2 separate regions of the Zea mays genome follow, and region 1 is linked to region 2. Evidence: chromatin contacts called from public Hi-C data. All regions are on one chromosome and are shown on one strand. Each heading gives the region's core, a stretch centred on a gene start, on an enhancer-like site or on the middle of the called end of the contact. The rest is flanking DNA. Distances are from core to core; before and after follow the strand shown.

The links. A called contact is a pair of places that touch in the nucleus more often than the background predicts.
Region 1: a Hi-C map of leaf mesophyll shows a contact between it and region 2, with 2.9 times the contacts expected there. The contact joins the promoter of LOC100382367 here to the promoter of LOC100279628 in region 2. A contact is called at or near these places in 3 of 25 Hi-C or Micro-C datasets (ear, leaf mesophyll and tassel).

Annotation. Positions count from the first base shown.
Region 1 is chr9:106,075,111-106,080,937 of Zm-B73-REFERENCE-NAM-5.0, forward strand. It overlaps LOC100382367, which reads right to left and starts at 1,416. Exons shown (of 1, transcript NM_001175112.1): 1 at 299-1,416. The coding sequence starts at 1,399. The coding sequence ends at 461.
Region 2 is chr9:105,938,923-105,945,059 of Zm-B73-REFERENCE-NAM-5.0, forward strand. It overlaps LOC100279628, which reads left to right and starts at 1,819. Exons shown (of 8, transcript NM_001152624.1): 1 at 1,819-2,018; 2 at 2,122-2,310; 3 at 2,721-2,969; 4 at 4,160-4,303; 5 at 4,402-4,566; 6 at 4,909-4,978; 7 at 5,073-5,154; 8 at 5,647-6,115. The coding sequence starts at 1,908. The coding sequence ends at 5,827.

The DNA.
Region 1 (5,827 bases), core at 166-2,665, 140 kb after region 2:
CTGATCTGCTGCTCTGAGTCCCTAGAAGGTTTTCGGGTTAAATTTTGGGATCAAAGTCACGTACTCGCAGGATGAGAATTTTTAATGGCTCCCATTCACACACCCCTCCCCCGTCGCCTCACCGACCCTACATTTAGTATCGGAGCCGGTTAAGGATTTTCATATCCTATCGGTTCGAAATCCACGTATTTGACAATTTAAAAACTAAAATAAAATAAAATGGAGGGACTAAAAAATAGTCCCTAGAAATCAAACACCCCCTAGCTAACTTGCCACTAACTCTGTTTTCACAAGCTGTACATAATGGTCTTTGGATATTTTTTTTATTTGCAAAATAAAGTCTTTGCATACAAGTCTCGTCACAAACCTCCATAAAGGCACACTGTTCATTTCTAGTGGACAAATATTATTCATCATCACCATACAAAAATTTATTATTTCCCTACCATTCAACAATCAATCACACAGTTGCTTCAACGGTGGGGATGTTGACGTAGTCATGGGCCATCACCTCCTTGCTCTCCATGGCTAAGTAGTAGTACACCATAATTCCGGCGAAGTAGAAGAGCTGTACCAAGCCGGAGAGCAGTGCGTATACGGAGAACAGAGCCAGCCCCATGGGCATGTTCTTCTTCAAGCATGCAAGCGCAACCGCGTAGAGCAGGGACGGAACCATCGCCACCAGGTGGACCGCGACGACCAGCACGAAGCCTTCCTTCCTGCACACCCGTGTCATCAGCCGCCACGCCAGCCTGAGCGCGCTCACGCCGCGGCTGTCCTCGTCGGCCACCGACGCGGCTACGGCGACAAAGAAGACGACGTCGAGGTAGAGGAACGCGAGGAACGGGAGCACGAAGAGGATCGCCGTGTACAGCACCCCCAACTGGCGCATCGCGAGCTGGAGCAGCGCGGCGAGGAGGAGCGCGCATGCGACGTTGAGGACGCCCACCATGGCGACGGTTATGAGAGGGCCCCTGAGGTGACGCCCCTTCATGATCACCTTGGTGAAGAGCTCAGGGAACGAGTAGCGGTCACCGGCGTAGGTAGTGGAGGTGGCGAAGAAGGCTATGATCTGTTTAGCAAAGCTTCCTGCAAAGGTGATGACTAGGAGCGCGATGGAGATCATGGCAAGCTCCTTGGCTTCCTTCATGATCTCCACCATGAGCTTGGCGTAATCGGCGCTTGAGGGGTCCATGTTCTTGACCTCGTTGATGTGGTGCAGCATGTCGGCTGTGCGCGGCTGGATGTAGAAGACATTGGTGATCTGGAGAAGAATGAGGGGAGCGGTTACCAGGAGGAAGACAGGGACGAAGAGCTTGGCGTTCTTGGTTGGAAGGAGCAGTGCGTCCTTCAGGAAGGAGAGACATGACGAGGAGCTTGATTTGGCTTTGGTAGCCATGGCTGCCTGATCAGTGCGATGATCAACCAAACGGTGGCTATGTGCTAGCTGAAGGATAAGCTAGGCTTAGCAATGAAGGAGCTGCCAAAGCTGAAGAAAATTTTTTAGATGGCCGTTGCTGTTGGTGGAGACATAAATGTCACATATGAGGTCTAGTCTACCGGGAAGACTTGGAAAATTACACCGGGAAGACTTGGAAAATTACGTGCCGTGTACTACAGGAGTCAATGGACGGCCTCAAAAATTAAACTTAGGCTATCGTGTACGCGTGGTTGCGTAAAACACTATTTTATACGGTAAATTGTAAGTAAGGTTTAAAATAGTATTACCTTCGTTTTCGAATATTTATTATCTACTAATTTATTTTTTACTAAAACATGATAAATAAAAAATAGAGAAAATATATAAGATATGATAGATAAGTCGAGACAGTCTTTGACTATTGTAATTTTAAAAACTGATATGTAGCTTCTCACTCTACTAAGTGAGTATTCGTGCGCTGCAACGAGAACGTATAATACCATGATAACTTATGTATAAATATATGTTATATTTTTACGAGAAAATGTTTTATAATTTATATGACTATATGAGATCTAGTCTACCTAGAAGACGTGGAACATTACGAGGGTGTTTGGTTTGAGGAATCACTTTATCCAAAATATGGTGGTACATCATGGGTCCATTCCTCAAATTTGGTGGGATTATCCCATTGCTCGTATTAGTACTAACTAAATAACTATAAGTAATGAGGTGATGATGGATTGACTCATTCCATTCCACAAACCAAACAAAAAAGTGAGGAGTGAGAAAATGATGGACTAGCTCAATCCTCCAACCAAACAGCCTATACGTGTGCCTTGCCTTACTATAGGAGTCCATGCACGACCTCAAAAGATATGCTCAGCCTAGCAGCCTAGTTATTGTACGTATTCTATATCTATAAATCTACTAGTTCAGTCCCTGCGTTGCTCTACGGTTTCTATAAGTCACGTAGCAAATAATTTACAACTCAACATTTAAAAAACTGTTTCTACTAACTGAAAAACAGCTGGTAGGTAGGAGTAGATGTAGATCATGCAAGAACATGAAAGAAACTACCAGCCTGAAGAGCATGATGAAGCCTACGACTGCACCATCATGCCAAAAGCAAGCCATCCAATGAGGACTAGGAAAAAGCAAAACCCGAAAAGACTGAACGCGGCAAGTTTGAAACTCATTTGTCAGCTACTCAGCTAGAAATATAAAGGCAAGTTTTGCACCGAGAAGATCAGTACCTTGTGATTCTTAGGCTTGGTAAAGAAGTACACAGTTGGCTTCAACCCAATGGTTAGCAAGACGCCAGAAACAAAGAGAATCTGACAACATGACAAACAACCGTGCTTATCAGTAAACAGAAGGCTAGATTAAAGTCAGAATCAACCGAGAGGATGAATTATCCTTACATTCCCCATCGCTAAAAAAATCGCCATAATGCATACCATAATTCAGTTCCATGGATCGCATGGGTCTGACAATACATATTTTCTTCTTTTCTCACTAGGAACTCAGAAGGGCTTACCAACCAGTAACCAAAACCTACACATCTGCACAAAGATCTGCAAATCAGACTACCACTAAAGTGCTAAGTTCCATATCAAGCAAAACACATAAAAAGAACAGGGATACCAGAACACTTTCTTAAAATGTCAGATTATGTCCTCATCTAAAACTTTATTCCCCAAGTTCTGGTTTTTATTTGAAGTTGCAGTTCCATCATTGAAGCCAAACATATACACCCATCCAATGCAAGTACATTAACCACAACTTAACAACTCAAGCACCTAGTATAGGGTATATTGAGAGCCCTAGACTTCTAAATGTCAGAGGAAGCCCTGGCCCACCACCTTCGCCTGGCTAGACCACACCAGCGTGCGCCCCTACACCCCACGCCAGGCTGTCAGATGGGTCCCCCCGCCCATGCATCAGGTAAACCTTGTCCACGTGCGTCAATCAAACCCTCGGCCTAACAACTGACCTCCCACGTGGGACGCAAGCCATAAATTACGATTCTGTTTTTTTTGCGGGAATAGCGTAAATAGTTCACAGAAATAGCATAAAAACCCCTCAGTTATGTGTTAAATATCGAGCCATGTGAGAGAGGTTGATAACTCTGGTGTTGTATTCACAATCCTATTTTTATGGTAGATCCAAAAATTATGGGAGTCGAATGCATGCGGTTTCTATTTTTATACAAATCTAAAAATTATGGCAGATCGTGGGAGTTTCCATTCATTGCGCGCAAATTTTGGAAGATATTTTCATTTCCACTACACACATGTGAAAAAATAGGATGACATGATTCACGCAGAGCATAAATTCTTATACAAAGTCGCATAAATATATACACCGTGTAACATAATTGATAAAAAACCTAATATCGGTTCAACTAACAGCCCCGCGGGAATTAGGGACAATTTTATGGCAAACGTAAAAATCGTATTCATCATTGTAAAAATCATCACTTGAATGCATAAATAGTGTAAATAGAAGGCATAAAACATAATCATTGATGGCAAAAACATGGATCGGATAGTTCGTCGTTGGAGGATGATTCGAAGGCCGCTAGATCAAAGGACGTCGTCGAAGCCACCGAATGGGAGGAGCTAGTTATCGAAGGACGCCAGAGCCACCGACGCCTCACGTGGCCGCCATCGTCGGAGACGGAAAGTCGCCTAGAGGGGGTGAATAGGCGTAATCTGAAATTTACATCTTAAAACACAAGCTACGAGTCGGGGTTAGCGTTAGAATTAAATCCGAGTCCGGTAGAGAGAGGAAAACAAATCAACCAAGAAATAAAGCGGATGAACACGGTGATTTGTTTTACCGAGGTTCGGTTCTAAAGAACCTAGTCCCCGTTGAGGTGGTCACAAAGACCGGGTCTCTTTCAACCCTTTCCCTCTCTCAAACGGTCACTTAGACCGAGTGAGCTTTCTCCTTAATCAAACGGGTCACTTAGACCCCGCAAGGACCAACACACATTTGGTGTCTCTTGCTTTGATTACAAGTCTCTTGGAAACAAGAATGAGGAAGGAAGAAAGCGATCCAAGCAACAAGAGCGCAACACTCTCAAGTCACTAGGTGGTTGGAATGATTTAGCGGACTTAGAGAGGCTTTGATCTTTTGATTTGTGTCTAGGAGTGAACGCACTAGCTCTTGTATTGAATGAAAACTTTAGAAGACTTGGATGCTTGGAGTTGTGGTGGTTGGGGGGTATTTATAGCCCTCAACCACCAACAAGCCGTTGGGCCCTCAACCACCAACAAGCCGTTGGGTAAGGCTGCTGTCGATGGGCGCATCAGACAGTCCGGTGCGCCAACGAACACTGTCCGATGCGCCACCACGTCACCCAACCGTTAGGGTTCTGGAGCAGTTGATCGTTGGAGGCTTTGTCCTCTTGTGGCACCGGACAGTCCGGTGCTGCACCGGACAGGTCCTATTCACTGTCCATGCGCCTCTGACTCTGCGCTCTGACTCTGCGCGCACTGTTCTTCACTATTCATCAGAGTCAGCGGCTTTTGCAGCTGACCGTTGCGCGATGTAGCCGTTGCTCTGCTGGTGCACTAGACAGTCCGGTGGCACACCGGACAGTCCGGTAAATTATAGCGGAGGGCGCCTGGAAAAACCCGAGAGTGGCTGGTTTGAGCTGTACGGCTCTAGCACAACGGACACTGTCCGGTGCACCACACTTGGTTTCTTTGCTCCTTTGAATTTTGGATCCCTAACTTTTATATTTATTGGTTTGTGTTGAACCTTTATGCACCTGTAGAACATGTATTCTAGAACAAACTAGTTAGTCCATTTGTTTGTGTTGGGCATTCAAGCACCAAAATTAATTATGGGAAAAGGTTAACCCTATTTCCCTTTCAATCTCCCCCTTTTGGTGATTGATGCCAACACAGACCAAAGCAAATATGTAAAGTGCAGAAATGAACTAGTTTGATTATGGTTAGTGCATAGGTTACTTGGAAATAAACCAATCTATAATTTTACTAGATATGAATGGATTGCTTTCTTCTATTTAATATTTTTTGGACCACATTTGCACCACTTGTTTTGTTTTTGCAAATTCTTTTCGAAAATCTTTTTAAAGTCTTTTGCAAATAGTCAAAGGTATATGAATAAGATTGCAAGGTGCATTTTCAAGATTTAAATTTTCTCCCCCTATTTCAAATGCTTTTCCTTTTACTAAATAAAACTCCCCCTAAACGAAATTCTCCTCTTAGTTTTCAAGAGGGTTTTTGAAATAGATACCAATTGAAGTAATCGTAATTTAGATGCCAATTTTGAAAATCTTTCTTTAAATATACCAATTGAAAATAAACATACCAATTTGAAATATACCAATTTAAAATTCTTTGAAACACAATTAAAATTAGGTGGTGGTGC
Region 2 (6,137 bases), core at 569-3,068:
TAAATGGGTCGTGCCCCGGACCAGACCGCCAGACATGGCCCATTTAGCCATTTATACCTTCGCAAGATAATGATGGTCCTCGCCTCAGTTGCCGCCACCTCGTTCGCCATCATGCTTCTATTTCTCTCTCCCCTCATGCCTCCTCCTCCGTGCCACCCATTTCGGTAGAGGACGTGGGAGCAGGCGCCTCCTCTCCCGTATTCATTCGACACCAGCCCCGACACCGACCCGTGCAGTAGCTATTGCACGTCTACAAGGGTGTTTCACATCATGCACGCACCATCGTTTTCGCCGTCGTCGGATGTCCCGTTCATCTTCCCGGCCTTCACCCTGTTCTTCCTCCCCAACTTGTTGCCCTTGCCCACGATCGCAGGCACGAGCCGACCGACGCTCGTCGACGCGGGTACGGGCGAGTCGGTCTTGCTCTTGGCTTTTCTTCGTGCGTGCCGCCGAGGAGGACACGATGGCGTCTGCCATGCTTATGTTATCTTGGCGATGACGAGTCCAGATCTGAGATATTGGACAACCAAGGCCCGTAGAACGGCAGCAGTCGACATATGCTACGGAGTTGGTGGTGGTGTTGTGTCGCCTCCGTGGGTCCAGGGCTGGAAGGCACTCGCATTCTCTCGCCCATTTCGTACTGACGCTTGGTGCAGGTGTCTCTCGGTTTGGAGCAGTTCCGGCTGAGCTTCTTTCTCCGCTTGCGTGCTCTCTCCCTGTATGTATCTAGCGGTATACTACCTATGTCGCCTCCAGATGTCCAGGTCTTCGTCGTGTCCTTCTTCGGCAACGAACAGGTATGACTGCCTCTTCCCTTCCCTTCCCGCTCTACGAAACCTTAGAAGTGGGGGAGGTGAGGGATGAGGTCCCTGATTTGCTGCCTATGGTACCCATTCGATGGCTCAGCATTGCCTTCTATATGGTCTTTCCTTTACCACGATGTCGACTTGGTTAGTCAAATAAAAAAAATTATGCGTAGAGCAGAGACAATCAATACAAAATCTTGAGATATTTTGGTGGATAGTTTACGTGAGTATTGTTGTGAGCCGTCGCAACACACAGACAACTGACTAGTAGAATCTAAGTTGAGAGTTGTTTCAACCAAACAAATTTTAGGTTTTTCATATTTATTAACTCACAACAACTTTTTTATAGCTCATAGATAGCATCAAATTTTTAGAAATCTAACCAAACAAACCTTTAGCCTCTCTTACATAGATTAACGTAGAAGGAAAAAAAATCCAAAATACCCATTAAAAATAAAAAACATAGATATATTTGAGGAAAGAAATGTTATTCCAAAATACCCATTAAAAATAAAAAACTTAAATACTGAAGCGTCAACTATTTTGAAACACAAAAGTATAAAAAAGAGGACTAAGGAACGGGTCGAAATAGTTTTTCTCACTTCATTCTCATACATGTTAATTTTTAAGAAAGAAATTGTTTTCTCAAACGGATGGGGTTGCCCTAAGGCTCTAACGGTAGAATATTATGTCTCATTCATTCTTGCACAAAATGGTGCCATTTGTAATGAAATCTGCAAATAAATGCCTTAAAATTAACGGTCCCCTACAGGCTTCTACGAATTAACACGGAATGATTGGATGCGACTGCAAAATTGCAAGGTTTATATTAAAAGAATACCCAACAGTGCCCAAAATAGCGGATTTCACATAAAAAAGCATGAACCCTCGCACCGGACCTCAATTAAAAACCGCAGAAAAGGAATCAATCCGACCATCCATAAAAAGGACGGCGACGCGGTCACCACTGCGGCACCGCCGCCGCCGCCATCCTCGACCCCTGAAGTGAAGAGGCAACCCGAGGACGCCTCTCCCATCCACGCGCGAATCCTACCGCCCTCCCACTCCCAAAAACCTAGCCGCGCGCGCCACCTGCATCCCATGGCGGCAACCGCGGCCGTGGCGGGGACCGGGTCGTCCCTCTCCTCGCGCCGCAGTCGCAGCGTTGTCTCCTCGTCCTTCCGCGCAGCTGCCTCGCGCTTCCGCTCGCCGGTGAGCGTTTCGTCTCGTCGTGGGGCTTTCTGATTCACGTGTGATGCCTACGAAGCGGTGAGGTATTGTGTGTTTTTGGTTGGTCTTCTTTTGGTGTGCGCAGAGATGCGTGCTCGGGAGCGAGCAGCTGCGGGTGGCGCATGAAGGGAAGCGGATGAGCGGCGCCGAGTCCAGGACCGCGTGGGCGCCAAAGGTGCCCGCACCGGAGTCCAGGCTTGCCGCACTGCCAAGGGAGCTGCGGGACTCCAGGATGAAGATCTTCTCCGGCACGGCTAACCGTCCGCTCGCTCAGGTGTTTACCGTGTCTCGCTTGGTTTCTGAGTTATTACAAGAAGAAAAACTTTTGTTTTCATTTTTATGCAACATTGGGGCTATAGTGTTTTATTTCTGGTTCTTCACTTGTTTTAAGTAAGTCGTCAAAGGCACCGTGCACGATAATTTTACTTTCACAATTACGTGTATAATTGCCCTATCTTTCAACCACTATGAGTGACTTCTGTGCCACTACTACCAACAGTTTTTTTTTTTGGGGGGGGGGGGGACCGCGGGAGGGGGGCTTGCAAGTTGCACCCTTTTTGTTTGTACTGTTTTCAGATCTGTACGGTTTTTAGATTTTCATGTTTGATCACTATAGTTGCGGCGACATCGTTTTTATACACACTACTGAAAAATGAAATGTCCTTCTCTGTACTTACTTTCTAGGAAATTGCTGCTTACCTGGGTATAGAACTCGGCAAGATCCTGATCAAGCGCTTTGCTGATGGAGAAATTTATGTGCAACTGCAAGAGAGCGTGAGAGGATGTGATGTGTTCTTGATCCAGCCCACATGCTCTCCTGTCAACGAAAACCTCATGGAGCTCTTCATCATGATTGATGCATGCCGGCGGGCTTCAGCACGGTCTATTACCGTTGTTATTCCATACTTTGGTTATGCCAGAGCAGACAGAAAGGTACTAGCTCCATTTTTATTTATTTGACGCTCAATAGTTCAGATTTGCACTAACAAACGTCAAATAAAAAAAAATCGGAGGGAGTATTAGCTAAATGATACAGTGATTTAGTTTATAACCTAGTACGTTCAGATTGACAGATTCAGAATTTAATTTAAAATATAAAACAGATTATTTTGGAGTGTATTGCTTCTGATTTCAATGTGTCTCCTGCCAAACGCAAATAAAAGCAACACCATCAATGTAAGCTTCATCATTTGAGCTCCTTGTCAAAGCTTGCTGTAAGGGCAGTGTACACTGCTGACGCTGATTTGTGATAAATTTTGCCACCTGTTTGGTCCTCCAACTTTATTATTGGGGTTTTTAAGCTGGTGCCCTCGGTTTTGCTGGTGTCCTCACTTTTACCCTTAGTCATGTTTTTTTGCTCAGTTTTGCCCTTCTGTTATATAGCGCTGGATGGGTAAAACTGAGCAAAAAACACGACTAAAGGTAAAAATTAGGACACCACCAAACCAAGGGCACCAGCTTAAAAAACCCTATTATTATATGGATCAAAAAAAAATCTTCCGAAGCTGATTTTCATGCAATAAAGTGACAATTTGTCTTTATTGTGGATAAAAAAATCAAGCATTTCACTGCTGCTTCCTTAACTCCGACAAAATCCATCTATTATGAATGACTTCTATTCATTTCCTCTAATTGTTTTACTTTATATCCTAGCACCAAATATGGGTTTCCAGGTATTAAGGACGATCAGAACTGCCTAACTTTAATTAGAAAAAAAATTCTGCGCTGTTTGCTTTAATATACGAACATCTATACCCCGTTTGGATGCAGATATTGGTGCACAAAATTGAAAATTGGAATCAGCTTTTCTGAATTCTGTTGTTTGGTTGCACATGGAATTGAGTTTTGGAATAAGAGAGCCAATTCCATGGTATTGGACTATAACTAGAAACTCTCTCTCCCAATTCAGAGTGTCACCCCTCAGTATTGCGTGGAATTAGACCACCCAATTCCAAACTTCAATACAGTGACATCCAAACAATAGAATTGGAATTGCATCTCATTTCAATACCATGGCTGATTTGGTATTGAAACCAATTCAATTCAATGCCCTCCAATACCGACATCCAAATGGAGCACTAGCTTTTCTTTTGTTTAACTGCACAATGTCTTTGGTAACTCAGGCTCAAGGGCGTGAACCCATTACTGCCAAACTTGCTGCAAATTTACTTACTGAAGCTGGTAGTGACCGTGTCATTGTATGTGATATTCATTCTACGCAAGCGTTGGGGTACTTCGATATTCCTGTGGATCATATATATGGACAGGTAGTGTGAGTTCTTCCTTTACAGCGTTTGATTTCAGTATTGCATCTCGTTGTAAATTCTATCTGACTACGAATTAGTGTCATCCTTGGTGTCTGTAGCCTGTGATTCTGGATTACCTGGCCAGCAAGACGATATCTGAAGATCTTGTGGTTGTTTCTCCTGATGTGGGTGGCGTTGTTAGAGCACGTGCATTCGCTAAGAAATTATTGAATGCCCGTTTAGCTATTGTTGATAAAAGAAGACAGGGTCACAACATGTCAGAGGTGAGATCTTTGGATTGAACCAATCCTTATTTCAGAGCCCCACCCTTCTATCAAGGTTCTAGAAACAGGATATGAGTTTTCCTGGTCTGCCTGTCTCTTTACCTTTTTTATTTTTAACTTCATTGAGTTTGAAACTTATCAAATACAATGATTCACCATATTCTTTATAGCTGTATAGTTTCATTAGTACTGCAATTGTATGCAAGTATTTTCATCACCTGATGTTTTGTTAAGCAATCTATGTCACGGTGTGAGTCATCCATGTTTTGACTATGTTGATCTGTGCAATAAAATGCAATTATAGCTTCGAAAACTACAGAGGCCTATATCATATTTTTTCAGGTCATGAATTTAATTGGCGACGTGAAAGGAAAAGTGGCTATCCTGATTGATGACATGATTGATACAGCAGGTTCACAATCTGATTTTTAGCTTTTTGACTGCACGTATTAGCCAGTGTATATTCCATCCAAGTCACATATTTTTAATATTTTAATAAAATCCAGGGACAATCACTAGCGCAGCGGCTTTGTTAAAGCAGGAGGGAGCAGAAGCTGTATATGCTTGTTGTACACATGCTGTTTTCAGGTTTTCTAGTTGGCTTTATCGAATGTACTTCTGGTTTTGGTATTTTTTATGGTCACATCCTATATGATGTGGCTTCATCTCTGAGCACTTTCTAATATTTCGCTGCAAGAACATTCACAACACTGTACAAAAAAGTACACCAGGGGTAATAGTATCTGTTAACACCTGTAGGCCATATTAACTTTGCTAATCTTGGGGGCACCCATATTATCATCAGCATCAATCCTAACGATATGATTGCTTGAATCTTATGCAATATGTTTTCTACCTCGTGGTATCTTATTGTAGGAAGGTGCCTGAGAAATCTTTTCGGCGTAGTCACTTGTCTAAATTTGACTGCTTTCAATAAATTTGCCTGTTTGATGCTCAGTATGCTACTTTATTTCAGAAAGTAGCAGGACGCTTTATTTGGTTTGAACAAGTTGCTGCCTTTATATTCCGACATGCTTATTCCTTCAGAGGATTTGTGTATTAACATGGTTGACTTTTCAGCCCTCCCGCGATTGAAAGGCTTTCTGGAGGCGTCTTTGAGGAAGTTATTGTGACAAACTCCATCCTGCTGCCGGAAGACAAATGCTTCCCTCAGCTGACTGTGCTTTCGATGGCGAACCTTGTGGGGGAGACAATTTGGCATGTTCATCGCGATGGCTCCGTCAGCAGCATCTTCCAATAGCAGAAACGAGCGCGTAGCATCGTCACCTCGTCTTGCGTTCGTGTGCTTGGTATAGAGAAGGCACCCAGTGCCTGTGCTGCTTGCGTATTTTCGTAGGGAGTCAATTTTGGCGGCAAGGTATAATAAGGTTGTATTGCCCGATGTACGGGGTGATAAATAAGGTGGTTATTGCCAGTGTACGTGGGATAATAAGGTTGTATGCTGGTGTAGGTGTTCTGCAGGCTGCAGCGTGTTACTAATTAAGTGCATCTCTTGTCCTATTATGTATTGCTGAGGTAGTTGTTGTCGAGTTGAAGTTTCAGTGTCTCAG